Regions from separate parts of the Mus musculus genome. Here region 1 is linked to region 2. Evidence: chromatin contacts called from public HiChIP or PLAC-seq data. All regions are on one chromosome and are shown on one strand. Each heading gives the region's core, a stretch centred on a gene start, on an enhancer-like site or on the middle of the called end of the contact. The rest is flanking DNA. Distances are from core to core; before and after follow the strand shown. Region 1 holds the start of Ahcyl1 (S-adenosylhomocysteine hydrolase-like 1). Region 2 overlaps Ahcyl1 (S-adenosylhomocysteine hydrolase-like 1).

Region 1 (6,199 bases), core at 2,960-5,459, 37 kb after region 2:
AAGATAACATTAACAATTTGGTTAAATGGTAACAAAGCAGTAAAAGAACTGCACAGAACCTAGGCTAAACGTTTAACATGCTACTCAGCAGGATCCTGAGTCCTTCCTCCTTAGATGTCAGAAATTTACAGAAGGGTAATATTCTGAGAGGTATTTAGAGAATCATGTCCATCAAAGGAGTTTTCATCAATAAATTAGAGATTGGGGTTTATTTATGGAAAACCAACAATCTGACACAATGTCAATTTCTGAAGTTCCAAAGACAGTTACTATCTACACCACAAAATGTATTGGATTTGTCTTGAGTAACTGCCAACATTAAACAGGGTTCTCCTTCAGTTGTGGTACAATGTACACTTCTCCTTACTACTAAAAGAGCCCTCACTTCAACCTTTCCTGACCATCCTAACTGAAACCACTTATAAGTTGTGAATAAGCTTTATCATGTAAGTTATACCACAGCCAGGCAGTGGTGGCGCACGCCTTTGATCCCAGCACTTGGGAGGCAGAGGCAGGTGGATTTCTAAGTTGGAGACCAGCCTGGTCTACAGAGTGAGTTCCAGGACAGCTAGGGCTACACAGAGAAACCCTGTCTCAAAAAAACCGGGGGGTGGGGGTGGGGTTAGGATATACCACAGCAATCAATATGGACCCATGAAAACTGCCTTTATAATTCTAGGTCAGGAAAAAATGTCTTCCATTATTTCTCATGTCTACTAAGAGACAAGACTATGGTTCTTTTCATGTTCTTCTGGATGTTAGGATGTTTTACAGAGTTGCTTATGATAATCTGTATCACTAATTATCTTAGCCTTCAAAGTTAACAATACTTTCCCATTATTTCTTAAGTTTTATCTTCTCAGTAGTTGGCATTTATGACTCTCTACAAGTCACAACAAATGCTCACTGAAAAGAGGGGACAGGGCCAGCAAGATGCTCAGCAGCAGGTAAAGACATTTGCTGCCAAGCCTGACAACCTGAGTTTGATCGGATTAGACTCATGGAAATTATACTGACTCCTCTGTGCACACATGTCCTCCCTCCATAAATTAATATATGAAAATATTTTAAGGAGGGAGTAAAATATACTTTAAAAAATTACTGTTACTATCTTAAGTTCCAAATATCTCTGGCATCACCTGTTCCAAACAACAGACATTTATTAGGCAAATGCAGAAACTGAGGCACAAGAGTTATTCACTTAGGGGGATACCAATTAATAGTTGGCTTTCTGACTGCCAAATATTCAAGTCTTAAATCAAACCAACAAGCCCTGTAATATATAGTACTGGAGTAGACATCCAATATAAAACTGGCTATCATTTTAGTTAGAGAATAAGATATGCTTTTGCTTGAATGGGCATATAATATACTGTACCTCAAACAAAGCAAACAATAATTAAAAACTGGCAAGACAAGCATACTAGAAGCTGACTTGATGGAGAAGCTTTAAAGTCACCTATGGCCCCAGGAATGCCCTCAATTCCAGCGAGAGCTCAGTAATGGGAATGATCCAAAGATTACCTGGTCTACAGTCGAGCTGGGATCCTTTGGGATGACGGACTACATCATTTTAAAGAGACCTTTTCCTCACACTATTCAGTACCATGCCACCTGCACCCTCACCTTTTCTATACTTCATCACATTATCACCACATGGAAGAGGCTCAACAGTGACCTAAGTCAGAATATCGAGGAACTGAAATCCTGAGAGGGAATAAAAAACCAAAACCAGAGTACCCAGAATTTACTACATGACCTTGACTAGTCCTTAACTGGTCCATTAACTAAGTAAATGCTTCTTATCATCATCATTAAGGGAAGGTAATTAGTCATCATAATACATCTTAATACAAGTACAACGTACATACCACACAATAAAGCTCAAAGAACAAGATGAATAACATGAGGACACATACATTAGCAAATGGAAATTTACAACAGGGTCTTCCCACACGCCTGGCAGGACTTGCTTATTTTAGTTAATGGAATATGAGTCTCTAAAGTCATTAGCACTTGGCTTCACAATAATACTCATTTGTGATATTCCTTTCAGACAGAGGAAAAGGGATATTTACTGCTGTTGGCATTCAGCATCTCAGTTACTGGTTAGCCAGATTGCCAATTAATAATTGAGTACTACATTCAAGGGACAAAACTAGGCTCCATAACTAGGCTCCATAGATACAATGGTAACCAAGAGTCCTGGCCTCCAGGAGTTTACAATGTATAATACAGATTTTGGCTTATCAATATTGACTTGCAAGAATATAGTTACACTGAAAGAAAAAAATAAGGAACAATAAAAATGACTAAGACTCTCTGGAGTACCTAGACAAAAGAAGGTGGGCTTATGACAAGAGATAAGAGTCAGGGGGTTAGTCTATCAGTGTTTCCAATTCTCCACTTAACTCATCTGAGGTACTGCACGTATGCATTTTGCTTGTAAGAACTCTAACTTTGTATTCAAATAGTGCAGATTGCAAAAGGTCACTTCTCTAACAAAGCAGTTGGGGAATGAGAGCACTAAAAATGAGGTCAACTGGATCCCTTAGGATGGAGGGACCTTCTATAAACCTTTCAAAGGTGTTATTGGTGACATTCTCAATTTTGTGAGAAAACAGAGCTAAAGCACACAGCAATGACTTTTTTTTTTTTCCCCAAGACCAGTCAATTAGTTTCCTGGAGGAAAATAAATAAAGCCCTCTCAGGCACTGAGAGCAGCTTAACTAGTTCCAGTACAGGAGCCTTGGGGATTAACTGCTCTGCAAACCTTGCTCAGCTGAATCTATATCATCCTTGAACCCTACAAATACTGTAGGCAGGATTGATTGTGAAGAGACTTTATACAAGAGGAAACTATTTCAGAAAGGTCACCTCCTTGTTCCACTGCTAATTGGGTACCAGGTTAGAGGAAGGGTCAGCAAAGGTTCGACAGAAAGCACTGGAGACCCCGACCCTACCACTGAGAGAGCTAGTTAGACTCAGCCCTCCATAGATCACCTTTTCCAAGAGCCATAGAAGGATGTCCTTTGAGCTCAACCCCCAGCACAATAGGCTGAACTTGTAAGTGCAGTAAAGAATGAGCAATCATTTCTTCCCACCCACCTCCCCAACCCACCCAAGCTCCTTTCTGGAGGGATGTCTAAGTGATCTATTCACATGACTGCGATCAACCTGCATCCATGACAGTGTCTACTGTCACCAACCTCTAAATTTTCCTTTCTCACATACTTCCTAGCAGGTGGAAGACTGCACGGCGATTACCATTTTGCCTTTCCATCTCTTGTTGCTTTTAGAACCGTCAGCTGCATAAACCAGTTCATACGATTCTTTCCTCTTGCCTCTAAGCGATCACGCAGTTGTTGGTCGAACGGCCAATTCTCCCCCAAGAAGATGCTTTGAAAAAGAGCTGCCTGATTTCCCCCACTCACCTGAGGGGAAATTTCCTGCACAACCTCATCCCCTGGACAGGTCACAGGGGTCAGCTGAGTCGCTCACCCCCTCCCAATCTCGTCTTCAAGGCCCTCCATCCAGGAAAAGTCAGTCGCGAATTTAAGGCCTGGCCCTGTCGGGCTTCAGTAAGATCCAGGAGGACTCCGGCCGAGGGACAAAGAAAAGCGAGGTCAGAGCGGCCTCTTTGGCTCCAGCTAGGCCCATCGCCGCTCACCGGCCACCCACTACATCGTGTCAATGGTCCTGAGCACCCCAAACCCTAGCCCTAAGTCCCGAACTACCCGAGTCCGGGCCCGGGGCTTGCTCGCGCCCCTTCCTCGAGGGCCCTCGCCGCCACCCAGAGCCCCGCACCTTCTTGGGAGCCTTGGTGACCGTGGCCATGAAGGAGTACTTCTCGGCGTCCTCGATCTCCTTGGCCTGTTTCAGCTCCTCCCCGACACCGGGCAGCGGCATCGCGTCAGGCATCGACATCCCCCGGCCGGCCCGGCCCGCGGCTAACCCGCCGCCCCCGCCTCTTTCCCTCACGGGCGCCCGCCCGTCCGCGCGGCGCCCTCGGCCACGCGCTCGCCCGCCTTCCCGCCAGGCCCCGCGCCGAGCTGCTTGGGCTTCCGAAGGGCTGGGACCCGCGCGCGCGCGCCTCGTCGGCTCCGAGACCGGAGCCTGCCGGACAGCGACGGCGGCCACAGAACCAGAAGCAACAGCACGCAGCTCCGACCTGCCCGCGCAGCCACCTCCGCCACACGCAAGCACGCACGCAAAGTAAGGGTAGAGGGCGGAGACGCCACGTCAAGTACTGGCAGCCCCAAGGAGAGGGGGGCGGAAAGAGGCGGGGACAAATGGCGCGCTCTGGTGACGTCAACATGCTGGGCCGGGCCGCAGGAATCGCCCCTCCTTTCCTGCGCCTCGGTGATGAACGTCCCAGGGTGAGTAGTTGAACCTTGTCTGCCGCCAGGTGGTGCCATCAGCCCTATTGAGCCGAGTGTGACTCCTATAAAGATGCCACAAGACTAAGGGTCTTTGGACTACCAACTCCCCAGGAAACCTCAGCATGGGGAGGTGGCAGAGCATCGGGGATCGGGAAGATGGCATATCAAGAGCGATGCTTGGGAGCATAAACCAGAGTCCCACCGGACACATTTTACCCGGCCCTTTTTGGGAAAATTCAGTGTTAGAGACAGCCTACTCCCGGCCCACACCCTGGGCCCTTTGGGCCAGAAGTCCATTTCCAGGGGACAGTGTTTGCTTTTTTACTTCACAGGGGTGCAGAACAAGCTGAGAGCAGTCTGGTTTCTACACAACCCTTTATGACCTCCATCACCATCTCCTCCTGGGCCTTGTCTGTTTACAAGACCTTCAGGCTGCAGTGCTGATGTGAAGAGGTCATTAAGATAAGGTTGATGGGTTGGTCAGAGGGCAGAGAACAGGGCAGATTGAGAAAAAGTCCCAGCCAAATGGGTTCTCCTGCTCCATGCTCTCTAGGCAGTAGGCTCTCCCTGCCAGCTCCACTCTCAGTGAGTGTAGTGCAGAACGTTCAGTTTGGACTCGCACAGTTTCTGGATTCTACTGTGTACAGCCCCCGTATAAAGGCCCTGGGATGGTAGAGGTGCATGTGGCATATTTATGTTTTCCAAGAACCCATCCATTTGGGAAGGGAAAGCCTATTCGTAAGCTGGGGTCAACTGCGGTATCTTATCCTTTGAGAGTCATTCAAATGACATTGGCTCCAATTCCTATGTCCTGTGGAAAGTACAATGTTGTCCCCAGGATTTCTGTGAATTACTGAGGGGACTTAGGTTTTCATGGTCATCTCTGGCTCTAGTTTGCTGCCTCATCTGAAACATTACTCACTATTCCAGTCTTACAACTGTTTCTTTAGCTCTTGTAGTCACATCAGCCCCTTTCTCTTTCCAACTCTTACTCCTAAACCACAAAAAATGAGGCTATAACATGTAGCAGAACTTTTAATGAAGGTTTGTTGGTCAAAGGGGAGAGGTTACATCACATAGCAAACAGTCTACAATTACATTTCTGAAATGTTCCAAAAAGAGATTTCAGCCATCTATCTCACCATTGGGATTTCTCAATGACCACAATCTCCCTCAAAGCTCTCTAGTATACTCCGCATCTAGCTGTTTCCTGTGGCTCCTTTTTCATTCCTTTGCTTCACTCTTCTCTCTTGGGTGGACTCTGAGAAGCCAGATTCTTCCCCACTATGCTGAGAATAAGTCCTCCTGAGAGCCTTTCCACTAAATCCTCTCTAAGCTCATTCTTTTATATCCAGCACCTCACTGGGTTCTGGGTTGTTTGTGAGAGGGTCTCACTATGTAACCCAGGCTGGCTTTGATCTCTTATCCTGTGCCACCATTCCTGACCTTACCAGGTTTTAAAGACTCAACTTTATCAAGAAAAAAGGTGGTCTTAAAAGACACCAGCCCTACCCCAATACTGATTTGTGCTCAAGGTTGGGGAAGGTGTGAAATAGTTATTTCTGGACCCACTGAATTCTTCCTATAAGAAGCCTGTGGATGTTTGAAGAGGGCTGTTGAAGTACCTAGAAGGATTGCTATGTCTTAAAATGTTAGTGTTCTCTCATGTGCTCACTGTTCAGAGCAGTCAGACTTCTCTCCTTGGGAATTCTATGGCCACAGAGGGCAGAGAGATGAAACCAGAGTAGTAAGCACATCCACACAGGGCCAGGCGGCCACTCTCTCCTTAGAGCTGGGGCCTGCAACCACAACTGGCC
Region 2 (6,395 bases), core at 310-2,809:
TCTGTATTTGCCTGCTGTGGTTTAGAAAATGTTTTAAAAATCACATACCATACGTTTAGTGTGTGCGTAATAGCATGCTCATGGAGGCCAGCTGACAACTTAGGGGAGTTGGTTCTCACCTTCTACCACAAGGGTTCCCGAAACTCAAGTCATCAAATTTAGGGGCCATCCAGCTTGCCTTTTTTACCTTTTTGCCTTTTTTTTTTTTTTTTTTTTTTAAATAAATCAGATAGGGTTTCTCTGTGTAGCCCCAGATGTCCTGGAACTCACTTGTAGACCACACTGGCTTCGAATTCAGAGATCTGCCAGCCTCTGCCTGGGAATAGATGCATGTGATATCACACCCAGTTGACAAATGTGGTAGAGAACAATGTTACAGGAGGGTGCACACAACCAAGGAAGCAGCAGAGTTGGAGGACGCTGGTTTTATTTATTTGTTTGTTTTCTCAGAGGATTGGTTATAATAGCAAATAAAATTCCATCCCTGAGTACCTGAGAAAATGGTCTGGGGATCTCCTGGGGTCATTCTCATAGCATGAGTCCTCTCACATAAGTGGTCTCTGATTTAATATCTGTGACTCTGCTAGTAAGCCAGACCATAGATTTGGAATAGAAATGAACAAAAATTCGTTTGTTTAGCTGTCTAAGGGCACTGTAGGATTAGGGTGGGTAGGCTTTGCTTGAAAAAGAAAAATCTGTCTAAAGAGACCACTTTTATGTTTGCAGGAATTTCAAGTAAAAAGAGCCAGATATGGACGTTGGTGGCAAATTCAGCAACTAGCCAGACCTAAGGCTTCTGGGAAGCATCATCATCATCATCATTACTATTATCATTATTGTTATTGCTGTTGTTATCATTTACTCTTCTCCCCATTCTGTGACAAAATACCAGGCAGAAGCAACATAAGTAAGGATTTCCACCCATGGCTTCAGTCCAACACCATTGGCATCTTGTCTGAATCCATGATAGAGAAGTGACTATTAGCATATTACCCTGGAGGCTTGCCTGCAGTGACCCACAGACAACAGCTAGAACTCACTTATGCCCCAAAGGTTTCACAATCTCCCAACACAGAGTTACCAGCTGGAGACCAAGTGTGCGGACACTCAGGACCATGAGGAAAATCCAAACTGTAGCAGGTGAGGAGGATGTGACCAGTATTATTTCATCATTTGTGTGTTAGGGAGAATTGGGATAACATGATTTAGAAAGAGGTTAGTTCAGGGTGAAGTGGGTTAGGATGACCTGTAACAGACAAGCTAGCTAAGAAAAACTATTAACAAGAAAACCTCCAGGCAGAGAGGCCTTTACTCATATTACTTAGCTGATAATTGGCTTCTATAATCCCTTTTGAAGAGAAGCCTTCCTAGGGCTGTAGGACCAGTTAGAGTAGTTTGCCATCTTTGTTTTCCTATGAACCCTTGAGATTCACAATAGTGGGAGCGACAAGCTGGGATACCCTTCTATTTAGAGTAGAGCTGAACAGAGGGTAAACCTCCATGTTTTGTTTTGTTCATGTATTCTTTTATATGCAAGTGCTCTGTCTGCATATACTCTTGCATTCCAGAAGAGGGCATCAGATTCTATTATATAGATGGTTGTGAGCCACCATGTGGTTACTGTGAATTGAACTCAGGACCTTTTCAAGAGCAACCTTTCTAACAGCTGAACAACTTCACCTAGATCCTCCTTCAAGTTTTGAACAGGCTTGTAACTCCCAGGACTAAGTAGAAATTCCTCATGTGTCAGAAGCTGGTAAGATTTCTATAAACAAAACAACTGTAGAACACCTCACAAAGACTATTTTAAGGAATCAGGAGCTCTTCATACTCAGAGAAGGCACATGGATGAGCAGTTTTAGTCAGGACTGAGTTCTCTGAAATAACTTGGCCAGGATGTTTTTATGTCTATAATTAGCATTTTTGTTATGTTATCCATATCAAAAGTAATTGGTGATCCTCAGCACAGAAGAGAACTGTTGGGTGCCATGGGCCTGCCCCAGCCTTTAGGGCACCGGGACTGGGTGGGACACAGCATCAAATAAAGGTCAAAGACTGATGATCCCTGGCCGTATAATCTTACTGTTTGTGCTTTAGTAAGTGCTGGTTTCTTTTCTCTTAGTATTTGTGCTTTAAAAAGGCTGGCTTCTTTCTCTGTAATTTTCTCTTACTATTTTGTGGTATTTAGCACTGGTTTCTTTTCTCTCTTAAGGACCTTTTGCTGGCCAGGAGAGAGGTTTGGAACTCATTAACTCTTCGTGAACCAGAGGTCCGACTGGACCACTTGTCTCATCGACTTCACATGTGTTCATGCATAGTGACATACATACATACATACATACATACATTTGGTGGATGGGCCACACAGCCCCAGATGCCACACTTTATTCCTTTTCTCTGGCCTTATACCTTCTTAGACAAAAGTTCTTTAGAAAGTTCTCATAGAAAAATGATAAAGGGGGAATTGCAGGATGTTGATAGTTCAAAGCAGTGTTTCAGTCTATAAGCTCATTATAAGTTCAAAGCAACAGTTTCCCATAACCTCCCTTTATCATAGTACATACTTGTGGCTTCATCCTTGGATCTGACATAGGGTGTTTTTCCTCGATCACAAATTTGTCCCCAGCCTATTTCTCTTTTGTATTCCTTATTATGCAGGAGCCATTAGACTATGTACTAATGACAGAAAAAGGCATACCAGCTGTAAGAAGCAATCAATCCTGAAATAAAGTCTATTGGGACCTTGCCTCTTAAGAGCTCACCCATCATAGGCCATGCAAAAATGGTAGGTCATATCTAGGAAAGTCACCTGCTAGCCTTAGGCTCTCCTAGATGGATCCTGACAGTTGAGTATTTTGCTGTAAAGGAAGGCCCATTACTACTCTATAGGGCCTTGGTAACTCAAAGTCAAGAATGATCCCTTTAAATGTCAAGTAGGGTAACATATGCCTGTAGTCCCACCAATTAGAAGACAGAGGCAGGACAGTGAGTTCAAGGACAGCTTGGGCTATAGAAGAGACTCTATTCCATAGCATACGGTGTCAGTAATGACTAGGAGCTAGGCACAGCTCTGTGTTGGTGGCATGTGGGTAAAGTCCATCTGCCAATCCTTTCTCTGGGATATACTCACTTGGACTGGAGTGAAGTCCTCCTGCAATATTGTGTTACTAAATGAAATAGGTTTTGTCATTTGAGCAGTTCCAGAAAGTCCCTTGCCAAATAGGGAACTCATTGTATCCCTCCTGAAGCAAGAGTAATCATTTGTTTTTTTTTATTATTAAAAAAAATCTGTTTGCATGTGTTTATGTACATGTGTGTGCAGGTACCTGCAGAGATCAGAAGAGGGCATCAGATCATGAGAACTAAAATTTACAGGTAAGCTGGTTTTCCACGTGTGTCCCCCTCATCTTTTATAATGCTTCTACAGCTAATAAACCATTCTTACTCAATTGGCTCATCTCTTAAATCATGTCAATTGTTCCTACACATGTAAACTAATCGATTGTAGTCCTGGGCAGGCATGAGGGTAGACAGATCTAAGATCTGACAGATTCTAGGAACTGGGAGCTAGGTCCCAGGTGAGTCTGACATCTGGTTAGGCATCACTCTTCAGTCACAGCTTCACTTCTAGGCATCCTTGTATTTGATGAGGGATCTGAACCTTCAGAGGCTGTCCCAAAGCCAATTTAGAGCCCTTCAACTAGAAGTAAATGGATGCTATATCCTGAAGGCAGCTGAACAAACTGCCTAGGAAATTTGCTACAGCCCACTGTGTTATGGTTTGGGGGTCAGTATTCTGAGGACAAATCCATGGCCTCTTAGCAACTAAGATGAATGATGTTTTAAATTAGGGAGGCTCAGGAGATAGGTTTTAGTTAGGACCTATAATTATTCTTTGCATTTCTTTTGAAGAACCCAAAGCCTATATTATCTGTGTATTTTGAAAATGTAAAATGTTTAGTTTTGCAGATTCATAGATGAAGAACAACTGGTCTCAGGATGAACTATTTATTACTATATCTGATTTTGATGAGCCTCTGAATTTAGACTTTTGAGTTTGTGCTGGCGTTAAGACTTTTGGAACTACTAGAGTATTTTCTAGATTAAAAAAAAAAAAAACAACCAACCAAACCATAAACCCCATGAATTTTGGAGGCTGGGGCAAGAATGCCATGGCCTATACTCCTATATTCATCAGTTGAAACTGACTCACCAATGTGATATTACATGTGGTTTTTTTATGACATCATTTGAATGGACTAGGGGAAAGTGTTAGGTCCTGTTTGGATTCTCATTGTGGCAATGCCAAGAGGTACGTACCATCTTGGAAGCAGAGAACAGCCTATAATCACCAGTTTGCTGATTATTTCATCCTGGACATTTCAGCCTCCAGAAATGAGAGTAAATTTCTATCCTCTATAGAACGCCCAGTTTCACAAATTGGTTTATGTGTGTGAATGCATGCAGGTCTATCTATATGAATGTGTGTGCATTTGCTGGCCAGATAATAATCTTAGGACTCATTGTTAGGTACAGAATTCTTCTCCTTCTCCCAGCACTCGGGAGGCAGAGGCAGGCGGATTTCTGAGTTCGAGGCCAGCCTGGTCTACAAAGTGAGTGCCAGGACAGCCAGGGCTACACAGAGAAACCCTGTCTCGAAAAACCAAAAAAAAAAAAAAAGAATTCTCCTCCTTCAAGACAAGGCAGCTCACTGGCCTAGAGCACAACTAACTATGCTAGACTGGCTAGCAAGTGAATGCCAGGAATTCTCCTTGTCTCTGTCTCCCCAATGCTGGGATTGTATGTGCCAACACACCCCACATTTTTCACTTGGGTTTTGGGAAAGAAATATATGTCTTTATATGTGCAAGGCAAGAACTTTTATCAATTGAGACATCAATGCTTTTTTACAGCAGCAAGAATTAAGACAGACATCTACAGGCATTAGTCAACTTTCCATCACTATGATGAATACCCAAAATAATGAACTTATAGAAATAAAAATACTTTGGCTTATAGTGCTGAAGGCAGGTTTCAGTCCATGACTAACTGGCCACATTGCTTTGGGTCTATGTAAGGCAGAACAATAAGACAAAAATTCAAGGTGGAAACAAAACTGTTCATCTCACTAGCTAGGATGCAAAAACAATAGTGGGCGATGGCATACCATTCCTGTCAAGGGCACACTTCCAGTGACCTAAGCACCTTCCATTTGGTCCTACCTCCTAAAGGTTCCAGTGCACCACTCAACAGTGACATCAGATTTTAGGATATTCAATATCCATATCATAACAACTTAAGGTATTAATTAATGATAATAGGGTGCACTGGTTTAATGCTATATCCCAGCTACTTGGAAGATTGAGTTAGGATGACTTGATTCAAGAAGTCTGAGGCCAGCTTATGTAAGACAGATCTTGTCTTCAAACGGCTTGTCTCATCCTAGGAAACAGGGTCTAATCAAGTTTTGCTATTTAACCAAAAAAGACACACGACTACTAAATGTCTTATCATTTTTAACTGATTTTAATGATTATTGCTCATCTGCAAGGATTAATATTGCATTCATTAAAAATCATTCAATACAAAATGAATATTTTCCTCCCAAGTTGGTCTCCAAATGTCCCCTCTGATGCCAGACATTTTGCAGTGTCCTTTGTTACATGGCTTGACAGAGACTAGCCCTTACCTATTATTCCTATGGACACAGTAATAGATATAGGACCAGAGGGCAGATTAGAGGGCAGCAGTAACTTGGCCCCTTCCCTCAGTAGAGCTGACCAGATGGATACACTGCTGTTAGCCAAGACAAGTCCCTACTGAATGTGATGGTCTGACTGGATGGTTAAGTGCCCTAGGAAAGGGGTCTTCAAATGTTAGCATTTATAGAGAAGAAAGCATGATCACATTGGCAAGGAGCAGGAAGGGACTGGGTACAGAGAAATGGGAGATGAAAGGGAAAGACGTTTTGGCAAGATAATTGTTCCCTGCAAGGAAGGTGCAGGGTAAAAGCTTTCCGTTCTTGCATTCTGTCTTTAATGCCTGTTTCTCTGATCAGTGGAAAGAGAGAAGTAAACATTTCTAGTACCTATCATTAACACATAACCCATCTTTGAAGGATCACAAGCTAGAACACGTTGAGGACTTAAAATCCTGGATAGTTATATACTTAAAGCTTGTGAGCATGAAGCTCATTTGACCATGCAGAGATATTGGCAAGCAGGTGCGTGGCCTGGGAATAACTCTCTGATTTTTAGAGGGCCTCTTGGAATTCTCTTAGAGCATGAATCAGGATGTACTTTCTCCAAGTCCTCTTTAAGATCTCAGTTTATAATTTTTATTTTCTATTTTTGTGGCAAGTGTCAATCAAAAGTGGCACCATTTCTATAAAACTA

What was found. HiChIP or PLAC-seq counts read pairs in DNA pulled down with a chosen protein or histone mark.
Region 1: an H3K4me3 HiChIP or PLAC-seq map of bone marrow-derived macrophages shows a contact between it and region 2, with 4 times the contacts expected there. The contact joins the promoter of Ahcyl1 here to the enhancer-like site in region 2. A contact is called at or near these places in 5 of 39 promoter capture datasets (the 3T3-L1 cell line, 3T3-L1-derived adipocytes, the HPC-7 cell line and 1 more), 2 of 15 datasets of contacts at CTCF or cohesin (CD8 T cells and the NIH/3T3 cell line), 26 of 484 Hi-C or Micro-C datasets (the AML12 cell line, the BV-2 cell line, the Ba/F3 cell line and 18 more), 13 of 115 datasets of contacts at active chromatin or transcription factors (CD8 T cells, the HPC-7 cell line, the SCID.adh cell line and 7 more) and 4 of 9 other capture datasets (adipose tissue, liver, macrophages and 1 more).

What each region holds. Positions count from the first base shown.
Region 1 is chr3:107,692,351-107,698,549 of GRCm38.p6, forward strand. It overlaps Ahcyl1 (S-adenosylhomocysteine hydrolase-like 1), which reads right to left and starts at 4,210. Exons shown (of 17, transcript NM_145542.4): 1 at 3,808-4,210. The coding sequence starts at 3,927. Gm40121 (a long non-coding RNA gene) reads left to right here and starts at 3,875. Exons shown (of 3, transcript XR_003954675.1): 1 at 3,875-4,379.
Region 2 is chr3:107,657,617-107,664,011 of GRCm38.p6, forward strand. Ahcyl1 (S-adenosylhomocysteine hydrolase-like 1) reads right to left here. Exons shown (of 17, transcript NM_145542.4): 17 at 5,504-6,395. Among named protein-coding and RNA genes, the nearest start is that of Gm52629, 24 kb to the right of the region's middle. Within about 2 kb of position 1,560, at least 1 of the 459 cell types and tissues checked has an H3K27ac peak or open chromatin away from gene starts, as enhancers often do. A contact at or near this core is called in bone marrow-derived macrophages, where this site is marked.